Regions from separate parts of the Mus musculus genome. Here regions 1, 2 and 4 are each linked to region 3. A link is a contact called in public Hi-C data. All regions are on one chromosome and are shown on one strand. The core of a region is the stretch at or near the end of the contact, and the rest is flanking DNA. Distances in the headings are between cores, read along the strand shown.

Region 1 (2,700 bases), core at 8-2,507, 410 kb after region 3:
CTTTGCATCTTACAAGGATTAACGAGACTTGTCTGTACTTTGAACTCAGACAGAAATGTGGATTAAATATTCCCTAGTAACATAATAAAGAGTACAGGGAGTCATAGACTCAGCACATGGCAAGGCAAGACTGTCTTGAAGCCTGAAGAGATGAAAAAGGACAGCCCAGAGTTGCTTTCTATTCTAACCTGCCTATAGATTTTTTTCAACATCCTGGCAGGAAAATTTTCCTGTCTGTCTTTTCAAGAGGGGAGCCAGACAGGGACCAGGCTAATCACTTGCTACACAGACCTGTTATTCATAGGTGAACAAGACGGTCCTCTTCTGTACTATGGCTAAGGGTATAGCCTCAGTGTCCAGCTTCCCATCCCGAGTTCTGCACACGGAAGGCCGTTCTGTCCTGCCAGGACTCAATACTTTGCTACTTTACCATCCTATGAGTCAAGTAAGAAAGAAGAAAATAGCTCCTACTCAAGAGCTATTTGTCTGTCCCTAAAGTGAGAGCCAGGTTCTCAGTTTGCCAGACCAGTGGCAAGCCAGACTATATCACATGCAGAGATCATGGGTTCTCTGGAATTGACAAGTCTGAAAGCCAGGCCAGTTCCTTATCTTACCACCTAGTGAGTGTAGAGAGAGGGAAAATCTAGGGACTCCTGAAGTGAACTTAACTCAGTCATAGAGTTTTTCTGACAGAGCCTTACCCATGCAGTCCATAGCCCTTCCCTAGAAACCTACTTCCCTGGAAATGGTAAAAATCTAGGAGGTGAATGGCTGCTTCCCTGGAGCCCCCAGATGTGCTTTGACTCCATAGTTGCTGAATTGCTCAGAGGTGACCCCTTACAACAGAAAGACGTGAAGGTCCAGATCAGATCTGCATCCTGCCACATAACATCCATGCAGCCATGGAAAGGCATTGACCTCCAAGAGACATGGTTTCTTGTCAGTAAACTAGGAAATTCCAAGACCACAGAGATTACCAGTACAAACGCATTCAACTGTAGTAACTTCTTGGCAAATAGTCACCCCCCTCCACGCCCACTGTGTGCCTTTGTTCGCCTTTTTTTTTTATTTAAAAAATAAGGGCAATTATCATTCTCTTTGGTTTGCAAACTGAATACAAATTAATAGCGTGCAGTTTCCATTTAAGCCACCCTCAGAGAGCTGTGCTGTATCATGCCATATATTTTACTGACAGTTGTTTTCGTCCCTTCTCTTTTCTCCTAAGGAAGTCCAGATGGGCCCAAGTACTTTCTCATACCCCAAAAGATCTACTCCAAGGGCTGGAATCAGGCCTGCTTCCCATCCAGATGATCTATTCATAACAAAAGCTGCCTCCTGGCCATTGCCCACAGCTGAATCCTGTTACTCTGAAGCCAGCATTTCATTTGTTTCTGATTGTCCTACAGTGTTTGCATACCTTATATATTAGTAGAGATTTTTTTTTTTGCACACAGACAGGGGTTAAGCACCCCCAAATTAACTTTTCCTCAATATCCTTTCTCCTTTGAGTCTCTGTATTACTGCTTCGGTGTTACAAACCACCTCTCTTTCCTATGATCTTATTTAAATGTAAAACAGTTTTTCTTTCAACTTAACCTCACAGCACTGCTGTTGCCTGTAGAAAAGAGGGAGGGTGTAACAGGAATTGTTTGATTATGCCCCTGCCCCACATTTCCTTACATAGGATAGTCCACAACTTTATTAAATGGACAGGCTGCATATCTATTCATGGCCCACAAGAGCTGAGCTGAAAGAGTCTCTGACTCTATTTTTTGCAACTTTTTTTTTTAAATCAAGTTGTTTCGAAAGAGAATGTCGTAGAGTCAGATTTGGTTAAATCCTGGTTTGGTCTTAGTTGTAACACACATTAAGTTAGAACTTAAGAGTTAATGCTCTGAACCTATTCTTTTTTTTTTTTTTTTCCTTTTTCATCAAAACTGAGTATAATGGACTCAGGCTTACCCGGATCTTAAGGCTAGGGGCAAAAAATGTGAAACTGGGCACCTGGAGATGGAGACTTGTTCCTTCTAGCAATTTCAGGTCTCCCAGGACTGATGCATGGTAGACTCAGGGGCCTACGGTACTGCTGACAGGAAGGAGGGCTGGGATCACTTCTGTACATCTGTCACATTTGTGATGTCCCTGGGTACGCAAGGAATAGGGCATTTCATCCTGTCTTCTCTATACCTGCCATTTCCTCTTGACTTCATGCTGTCTCGCCATTCATCAGTCTCCTTTTAAAGATGTATACGGTGAGCCTTGCCCTGGCATCTCAGCTGGGCTTGACAAACACTTTTGTTTATTTATAAACAAACGTTTATAAAGTCACAAAGGGAGGTACCACATCTAGATAGCTTTTAGTGCTCTTTGCCTAGCCATTTTAAACTTACCTTTTTATGTTAAGCCAAAACTGGAAGAAGAGTTCTACAGAGCAGATTTCTTCTTGTCTAGATTTGCATGAATGTCCTCTTAGCCATACCTGGAACACAGTGACTTGTTTGAGAGGATATGTCCAAAAGACAATAGCTAGTGCCCGTGCACAGAGATGGTGACTTTTTAAGATTTTCATGTATTTGGGAGAGCACTATAATAAAATTATGTTACTCTCCTCTTTCTCCCTCCAAAAGCTCCTATATAGCTTTCATTGTTCTTTTTCAAGCTCATGGCCTCTTTTTCATTAATTGTTGTTTATCTATTTAT
Region 2 (2,700 bases), core at 4-2,503, 370 kb after region 3:
TCCTTATACCTTCTTTTCCCGTCTCTTGTCCCATCATCACCTTGCAGCCAGCTCAGGATTAGAGTATCTGGGAAGGTAGAGAGGCCCAGATGCAAAACTTGCACTCATTATCCACCTGTCATGTTGGGTTGCAGAGGAAAGCAAAAGCCTGAGAGACCTGAGAAGACCATTTGACCATAGATACAATAAAGATAACAATCCAACATGTGCAGACCTGTCTGTTCTGGGTGTGGACCTGGAGATGATCAGCAGTGAGCAAACACACAAGTGTGAGAGATTTGTCTTGTTCCTTCCTGCTTTGTGTTTATGTAGCTTCATAGTATTGATTTGAGATAGCAGGTTTCTGACCAGAGTAAATTCTTGTTCTACCTACAAATGGGCTACCTCTTAAACTTTTATTCTTTGATGGAAAAGATTATCAATGGCTCATCTCTTTTTTCTGTGAAAACTGATGATATATACATTACACATACACACACGCACACATGCACACATACATACATACGCCCCTTAAAGGAAGTTGTTGGTATACTGGTCTGCCACATACTAGGCACCCAATAATGAAGCCTTTCTTTTTGGTTTTCTCACCCCAGAATCTAAATACCTATTAGAAAGGGAAGACCTTAGTGGATGAATGCCTTTCATTTGTGGATGAAAGACATTCACCCACAATTTTTTTTACGTAATTTGTTTATGAAGTTCCCTCCCAGGTGTGAAATATCTCTCAACAGAACTTCCACTTCCTGTCCGGGAGATAGTCAGGCAGAAAAGAAGAATCTAAAGATGCAACTCGCTCTGTCTCCCCAGGTGCCCTGGTTTTGTCTTTCTCGTGTCCTCTAAGAGAATGTGGAATTCAGTACTCTCAGTTGTATAGGTTTCCAGAAACAGCCATAAGTACTGGTTGGATGAATTTAGTGCTGAGACCCCCAAATGTCAATATAAGAGCCTAACTTTGTAATGGGATGCCATGCAGGCCTCTCACAAAGCTGCCTTGACAACCATGGGCTGTCATATGCTTGCCTGACCTGACCAGCTATGGACCCCATATTCTGACCAGGAGGAGGGGTCAACTCTCAGCAGAAATATCCCATAGACTCTCATTCCCAAAGACAGCCTGGGAGGGGAAGATAAAGATCAAAGAGCAACACAGCTCAATTCATGTGTTTTCCAGCTCTGGAAAGAGAGGAGGAAGGACTTTGTGGGAATGAAAAAAAAATCAAAGATAAAAGAACATTTTGTTCTGAAAGGACTGGTTAGAGAGTTCTCCGGCAGACAGGCAGCAGATAGGAGGGGTTTTGTTTGCACTTTGTGGGGGTGGTTCGGCCAGGACTCCTGCTGCTGGTATTTTTCTAGCTTGTAAAAATAGCATTAACTTTGTTCCAGGTCTGTTCTTGGCTCCAGCGCCCCAACTGTCCTGAAAGAAAATAACAACTTCATTTCTCTCTCAGGCCCCACTCCTTTCAGTGGGTCCTGCCTATCACACAGACTTCTGACTCTCCATCGAAGCTTGAAGATGCTGCCATCTTCTTATAGAAACCTTCCCTGGCTCCCTGACTCTCTTTCTTTTGTCTGTGTTCTTGTTGTTATGTTTGCTGGTTTGTATGTCAGTATCATCTTATTTACTCATGTGTAGGTTCTTATAGCACAGTCATTTCATCCTGAGTAGCTGGTGTCACAGTTAGTGACTGGGTGAATGAAAGAATGGCATTCCCTTACCAGTGGACACTCACTTCAGCTGAGGCCGCTGTCCTTTCATACTAGCTGTACTTGGTTCAGTACTTCAGGAAGAAGCATTGGGTCCCAGCAATTCTTCATCTACACCTAAATGTATCAGAATCTCCATAATTTCTGGTTACGCTCATATTAACATGCTCTGGTCAAAATCATACATTTTTGCTAGGTTGAACACAGGTCTTTGATTCTCAACATTGGATTTTCTGTCAGATGTTGCATTCGCTTAAACTGCTCTTCTGAGTTGTGTTGAAACAAAATAAGGATTTTGCATTTTCTTGTTTGTTTGTTTGTTTGTTTGTTTTTCTAATGGCAGAGGAATTTATTTAGCCAGTCTTAGGGAAAGAACTTCTGGTTCTTGCCTTGCTAGGACAAATCACAGTTGTTTTAGTGACAAACCATGCCAGTTACTATCTCACCATTTTCTGTATTCTGGGAGAGAGGGTGGGGAAGCAGCAGGTTTCAATAATGTGATTTGGGGAGTGTTTACTTATAATTATTATACACAGATGTGTATAAGATGAGGTGATTTTATAGCAAGCATTGTTATTAGCAATGGTCTGTTACATTTCTAAACTTTAGACTGGAGAAGCACATTTCTGCCCAGTTACTCCTCAGAGCAACTTTGTAGTTGAACAGAGCAGATGTGCCACCCCTTATTTGGCCATGGGAGCACCTGAGTCTCAGAGTTGAGTTATGAACAGACGTGACTTGTAATCTCACATGAAGTTCAGAAAACAGCTCTGCACATCCTGCTCTCCCCCTGCATTTGTCAAGTGAGGCAACACTGGCTGGTATTCTGAGTTTGTCAGAAACTACGCGGTGAGGTGGAGGCCTGTGAGTAAGCCTGTCTAGTCAGATCCCATAGCTCATACTTATCACTGAGTGATATAGAATGAGGGCCCGATGACTTTGTGGCTCTTCTACTTTTGAATTTGTCCCCTAGATTATCTACCTAAGTAACAGATC
Region 3 (2,957 bases), core at 85-2,584:
CCTGCTTTTTGTTTTCTGGAATTTATTAGAGCCACCCTGTGAGGGACGCTAAGCTTCCTGGAGCTTATTCACTTATCTGAGTTCATTCTTGGTTCAGGGCCGGCATTTTGGGGGGCCTAGAAAAAGCTGTCAAGGATCAGAGGAGGGTCACCAACTGCAGGCTTTGGGGAGGCGAAGGCGATTCATGAGAGCCAACTGGAGAGTAATGATCTTGCAGCCAGGTGTGCTGCTTTGCTGTATTTCCCTACCCAGATGCAGGGAAGAATACAGGAGGAAGAGCTGTGATAGTCATGGGTGCTGGGATGCCTAACCCTGTCTGTCGAGGGAAATATTTGGAGGTGAAGACAAAAGAATGTTGAGAATAATGTGTCAGGCAAAAGAATCATGTGGACAAAGACAGGGTCATCTTAATCCTTGCTTCCTGAAAATACAGTCTCTTTATCAGGAGAATCAACCTCAGCCAGAACTTACTAGAAACATAGAAGCTTGGGCTGTACTCTAGGCCCTGTACATCAGAGATACATATTTATAAGGTCCTTACGCACAATGATCTGAGAGAAGCACGAATCCAAATTCCATTTCTTAGAGAAGGTACCACTGTTTGATCAACATCTCAGTCCTAGCTGGTGCAACTTCCTGCCAGCCACAGTTGTATCAACTGCTGACCTGAAGATTCGGCCCAGGGCTGGTCTGCCGCTCCAGATTTATTTCAAACACCGGCATCTCCAGCCCTCATAAGCCCTCTGGGAAAATGGGAAGTCCCTCCCTGCTGGAAGGCTCGAGGAGTCTAGTTTTCTTTGAGCTAATACTGTCTGTACTTTTTGACCTAGTAATTCAACTTGGAGGATGCAAGCTCAGGGGAAAAAAAAATAATTCAAAATAAAATGGCCATCTCTGCTCAGCGGTTGGATGTTTACAGCTGTGCTGTCTCCAGTCATAAACAACCAAAGAGGAAACAATCCAAATGCTGGCAGTGGCCTAGGGGCAAGGCGGGGGCATGTTGTTCCCTAAGCACTATTGGGAACAGCCAGTCTGCCTCTGGGGACTGATCTTGATGTTATGGAAATTGGCTGGGCAGACAGGGAACCTGGGTTTCATTTTCATTCTGCTCTCCAACCACTGGAGACTCATGATGCCTGTGTCAAGGTCTTCTGCGACTCTTCCTATTTAAACATTGCATTTGTGCTCGTCCTGTGGTCCCTGTTCACAAAGACCCTGGGCAGAGCATGGGTGGTATAAAGAAAGAAACTTAAGTGGAGCTGACAGCAACTGTGTAGAGAGAGAAAAGAACAGGCACGGAGTTCATGTTCTGTGCAGACTCTGTGATACAAATAAAAGCTAATGTTTATTCAGGGCTTGTTGTTGCCAGAGGCTGTTTTAAGCACTTTTACATGAATAAACTCACTTAATCCTCCCATCAACACCATAAAATTGGAATTATTAGTCCCCTGTTTTTTAGATATGGTTGAGAAAATAATTTGCTTAAAATCTTCTGACAGAAGGAACAGGGCCAAGAATAGTATGTACCTTTTCTCTCTGATCCTGAAAGTCATACTCTTACCATCTTTCCAAGTCCTCACCATGTGGTCCCCAGATCACCATCAGCAACAATCCTGGACCTAACTTTGAAAGCCATGTTCTCCAGACCCACCTAGTCAGAAGCACAGGGAGGGCCCAGGCACTCTGCTTCAGCAAGCTCTATCCACCCATGTGATATGATACATGACAAATTTCTAGAATTATTGCTGCACCATGTGCTGCGTTTAATAATCGTGGAGCATGAGAAGTAGAAGTTCAGATAATTAATAGCACTGTATTGCTAAAGCAATTGGGAACCATGTGGTTGGTCACTTTTTTTTTTTTTTTGACTAAACATCTAGAAAAATAATAGATCCGGGGTGTGAGCCTAGTGTACCATGCCTATATTCAGTACCTCGCCAAAAATCAGTTTATTCAGAGAGAGGGAGCAGGGGATGGTTGCAGGACAGGAATTAGAGATTGGGAAATCAGGTAAACCATGAGAAAGTTAGCTCAGTTGTTCTACCCCTGGCAGATGGAGGTGACACTGTAGTGGTGGTGGTACCCAGAGCTGTGGTGGCAGCTTGGTTTGATCTGATTAGCCAACCTCTGTGTACAGGGCTGCTGGTTTTTTCTAGGCTCCATGCATAAGACCTATTTTTAGTTCAGCCTTGATAGGACATGCTGGCTGGGTGTTGCCAAATCCCAGGAACAATCTCACCCTGGCAGCAGGCAGTTTTTGCTTGGCTCAAAGATCGTGGAGGGCTGTCAGGGCACGTACCCAGCCTCCACCCAGATGCCAGTCCCACCTGGACCAGTCCTGGGTGAAAGAAAAAGATTCCAATGGAAGCCAAAGGAATTACGTATGATACACCTATTGAATGGCTATCAAAACCCACGGGCCATGGGGGCAGGGGATAGATACACTATGACTTGCTTCCAACCACCGGGCCAGTTGGTGGGATGGTGGCAGTTAGAACCTTAGGTTTTCAGATTTCTTTCTCTGAGGGATGAAGATGATCCTAGAGTCCTCTGGGACATGTTTGTTTGTCTTCTTTCTGCTTCTACTGACAACAAAAGATTGCTGAGTATTCATTCCCCTTATAACAAATACATCTTCCCAGGAGGAGACAGAGAGCTGAAGGCCCCAGAACGTACTGTTTCATGGGAATCAATGGGAACTTAGTGAAATTAGTAAAGGAAGCAAAACTTGAGAATCTTGTCACAGCTGGAGGCCACACTTCATACTTTCTGCAACTATTTAAAGTCTCTTTTATCTAAGATCTTTCTGCAATTTACCCACAGGAGATAATAACCAATATATTTGCAATGATAATGACTGCTAAATTTTGCATCAGATTCTGTCTCACATTCATTAACTCATTTAAACAGCCTAGTAGCCTCATGAAACAGAGATTGATATCATTTTACTACTAGAG
Region 4 (2,744 bases), core at 111-2,610, 370 kb before region 3:
AACAGTATCTGGAGACTCGACGGCTGATTCAATGGTTATTTACTGAGTGACTCCTCTATGTCAGGTGACACATCATAGAAATAATGTGTGGCTGTCATCCAGAAATTCATTGTTAGAGGTTGAAATATACGTCTGAAATCCCTATGGGGAAGTCCTGATCCCCTGGTACCTCATAATGCGACTGGATTCACCAATAAGGCTTTTAAAAAGGTAATACAGGTAGCAAGAAATGAGTCAGGTGGGCCTTAGTCCAGAAATACGGTGTCATTCTAGACTATGGCATGGAAGGCAGGACTTCTTGCACAGGAGAAGAGAAGCGTCAGAAGAAGTCACCCTGCTAACCCTTTAATCTACATCTTCTAGCCTCCAGGACGGTGGGAAAATAAATTCCTGTTGCTTAATTGGACAACTTGTGGTATTTTGTCATGGCAGTTCTAGGAAATGAATGCATGCTGGGAATATAAATTTTGCAAGATGTAGTTTCCTGGACTTCAAATGTCCATGCTACAGGGAGACCTTAGACAAGCACTGGTGATTCTGGGCTGTGATGTAGCGCAGTTGCCTTTAGCTGGGTGCAGGTGAGTTTGGCCATAACCCTAAACTTTTTTTTTTACATGTTTTCACATATTTTTTGACTTATTTACTTTGACCTTCATATCACCCAATGGCATGACTCTGATGCCTGAAGGAGGTCCCTTTCTGTGCTATCTGGTTGATACATTCCTCTCTGCTCCACCCAGGGACAATCTGTTGACCTTCAAATACTCCTCCATATTTCAATTCTGCCCTTCCCCTTCCACTCAGTTTCTTCTGTCTCTTCAATATGGACCATTTGTCTTGTTTAATTCCTTATTTCCCTAAACCAATACCCTATGTAGCCATATAGGCATATGCATATACAGGTTGTTTCACTTTTCTGTTAGTGTGCTTGCCTTCTGTATACAAATCTCTCTCTCTCTCTCTCTCTCTCTCTCTCTCTCTCTCTCTCTCTCTCTCTCTCTCTCTTTCTTGTTAGGTTGGTTGTATACTTTCAGAGCTCAACTTGATGCCCAGCATAGAGTTTTGCTCCAAATCTAGTAGAATATGGGAGTGGAATTAGAATGGGCCCTAGACTCTGGGTTCTTTCTTTGCTATAACCTACAAGAACAAAGAACATTCATCCAGAAAAAAAAAAAGAAAAAAAAAGAAAAACAGAAAAAAAGAATGACTTTACAGGGTAGCGTGTAGACGGGTTGTACACACACGCATGAGTAACTGTGTTATCTTCAGTAATGATTTTAGCTCTGACACTAGACCACCTCCATTATACCAGTCAGCCAGCAGTGTGATGACCAATTTTCCAAATGATTAACCAAATGTTTGCTTTGCTCAATCTAACAGAGCAATTAGAGAGAATGGTGGTGAGACCAGGACGAGAAGTCTTAGAGAGCAGAGAAGGGAGCAGTCCTAAGCAAAGAACAATGGAGCTTGCTTTTAAGATCGTCTTTTAAGAAAGATGAGTGGAGTTCATGAGTATTCCAGAGAGTGAATGGCTCAGGCCACGTCATGAGACTTGGGATTGTGCAATAAAGATCAAGAGGACATGAGCATGTTGGGGGTAGGGGATAGGTAGAAAATTAAAGGTCACAACCAACATCTTTGTGCACAACATTTGTTTACATTTGAAATATTTATAGAAAGTTTTAGATTTGAGCATTGTTTATACTACCAAAATATTGGAAATGTCCAAGATATGAGAAAAGATAAAGTATGATGCATTTATTCAGTATAATATAATAGCTATATGATTAAATATGGTTGTAATAAAGATCTTGATATAACTATGTCTTTTGAGTAATCATAAATGAAATAGCAGGGTTTGGCTTGATCATATGTATTTAAAAATAAAATAAATTATAATCAGAGGAATCAAATGTAGGAAATAATGTCAGTGATGGTCATTTGGGTGATGCCCTTCTACGCTGTTATAGCTTATTTTGTGCTTTTCAGTTATCTACAATGGAAATGAAAGTCTCACGATGGACCTTTGAAAGATCCAGCAAGGCCTGGTAGTGCAGGACTGTAGTTCCAGCTCCTGAGTGAATCAGAAGGATCAGAAGTTCAATGCCTATCAGGGCTTCATGTGCATTCAAGCTGTTTGGTTTACAGGGTGAGTGTAAGGTCAGTCTGGACAAGTTGGCAACACCCTGTTCAAATTTTTTTTTAAGTAAAGAACAAAAATTCTGGGGGGATGCATGTCAGTGGCAGGATGCTCGCCCATCACGTATGAGGCCCCTGGCTCAACCCCTAGCACCACACGTGATAGGAAAGAAAATGCTCGTGTCCTGCCCCCAAGATTTCTGATGTCAGTCCTTTACAGTTTATGGTTAAAAGACGAAGTTTGTAGGAACCTTGTGTGACCAGAAGAGAAAAGGCCACAAAGGCCGGGCGTGGTGGCACACGCCTTTAATCCCAGCACTTGGGAGGCAGAGGCAGGCGGATTTCTGAGTTCAAGGCCAGTCTGGTCTACAGAGTGAGTTCCAGGACAGCCAGGGCTACACAGAGAAACCCTGTCTCAAAAAAAGAAAAGAAGAAAAAAAAAAAAAAAGAAAGAAAGAAAAGAAAATTAAAAAAAAAAAAGGAAAAAAAAGGCCACAATATCACTGAGAGACAAAGAAAAGATCAAGAAAGAAAACAAAAGACCAATGGCTGTAATTTTGTCTGTCCTTATCTAAAACTGAGAGGCGATATCAATTGTTAGTCTT

Evidence for each region. A called contact is a pair of places that touch in the nucleus more often than the background predicts.
Region 1: a Hi-C map of uterus shows a contact between it and region 3, with 7 times the contacts expected there. The contact joins two enhancer-like sites. A contact is called at or near these places in 1 of 15 datasets of contacts at CTCF or cohesin (the NIH/3T3 cell line), 4 of 484 Hi-C or Micro-C datasets (liver and uterus) and 2 of 115 datasets of contacts at active chromatin or transcription factors (cardiomyocytes and embryonic stem cells).
Region 2: a contact with region 3 is called in a Hi-C map of uterus, with 4 times the contacts expected there. The contact joins two enhancer-like sites. A contact is called at or near these places in 1 of 15 datasets of contacts at CTCF or cohesin (the NIH/3T3 cell line), 6 of 484 Hi-C or Micro-C datasets (liver and uterus) and 3 of 115 datasets of contacts at active chromatin or transcription factors (embryonic stem cells, heart atrium and kidney).
Region 4: a Hi-C map of liver shows a contact between it and region 3, with 2.1 times the contacts expected there. The contact joins two enhancer-like sites. A contact is called at or near these places in 2 of 15 datasets of contacts at CTCF or cohesin (the NIH/3T3 cell line and large pre-B cells), 5 of 484 Hi-C or Micro-C datasets (bone marrow-derived macrophages, liver, nephron progenitors and 1 more) and 1 of 115 datasets of contacts at active chromatin or transcription factors (embryonic stem cells).

Annotation. Positions count from the first base shown.
Region 1 is chr4:95,787,789-95,790,488 of GRCm38.p6, forward strand. All of the region lies in intron 8 of Fggy (FGGY carbohydrate kinase domain containing), which reads left to right. Among named protein-coding and RNA genes, the nearest start is that of Hook1, 180 kb to the right of the region's middle. Within about 2 kb of position 1,258, at least 10 of the 459 cell types and tissues checked have an H3K27ac peak or open chromatin away from gene starts, as enhancers often do. A contact at or near this core is called in uterus, where this site is marked.
Region 2 is chr4:95,741,853-95,744,552 of GRCm38.p6, forward strand. All of the region lies in intron 7 of Fggy (FGGY carbohydrate kinase domain containing), which reads left to right. Among named protein-coding and RNA genes, the nearest start is that of Fggy, 190 kb to the left of the region's middle. Within about 2 kb of position 1,254, at least 30 of the 459 cell types and tissues checked have an H3K27ac peak or open chromatin away from gene starts, as enhancers often do. A contact at or near this core is called in uterus, where this site is marked.
Region 3 is chr4:95,376,652-95,379,608 of GRCm38.p6, forward strand. No RefSeq gene overlaps it. Among named protein-coding and RNA genes, the nearest start is that of Gm12707, 110 kb to the right of the region's middle. Within about 2 kb of position 1,335, at least 55 of the 459 cell types and tissues checked have an H3K27ac peak or open chromatin away from gene starts, as enhancers often do. A contact at or near this core is called in liver and uterus, where this site is marked.
Region 4 is chr4:95,004,076-95,006,819 of GRCm38.p6, forward strand. The region is part of intron 2 of Gm12694 (a long non-coding RNA gene); the gene reads left to right. Among named protein-coding and RNA genes, the nearest start is that of Gm12694, 26 kb to the left of the region's middle. Within about 2 kb of position 1,361, at least 11 of the 459 cell types and tissues checked have an H3K27ac peak or open chromatin away from gene starts, as enhancers often do. A contact at or near this core is called in liver, where this site is marked.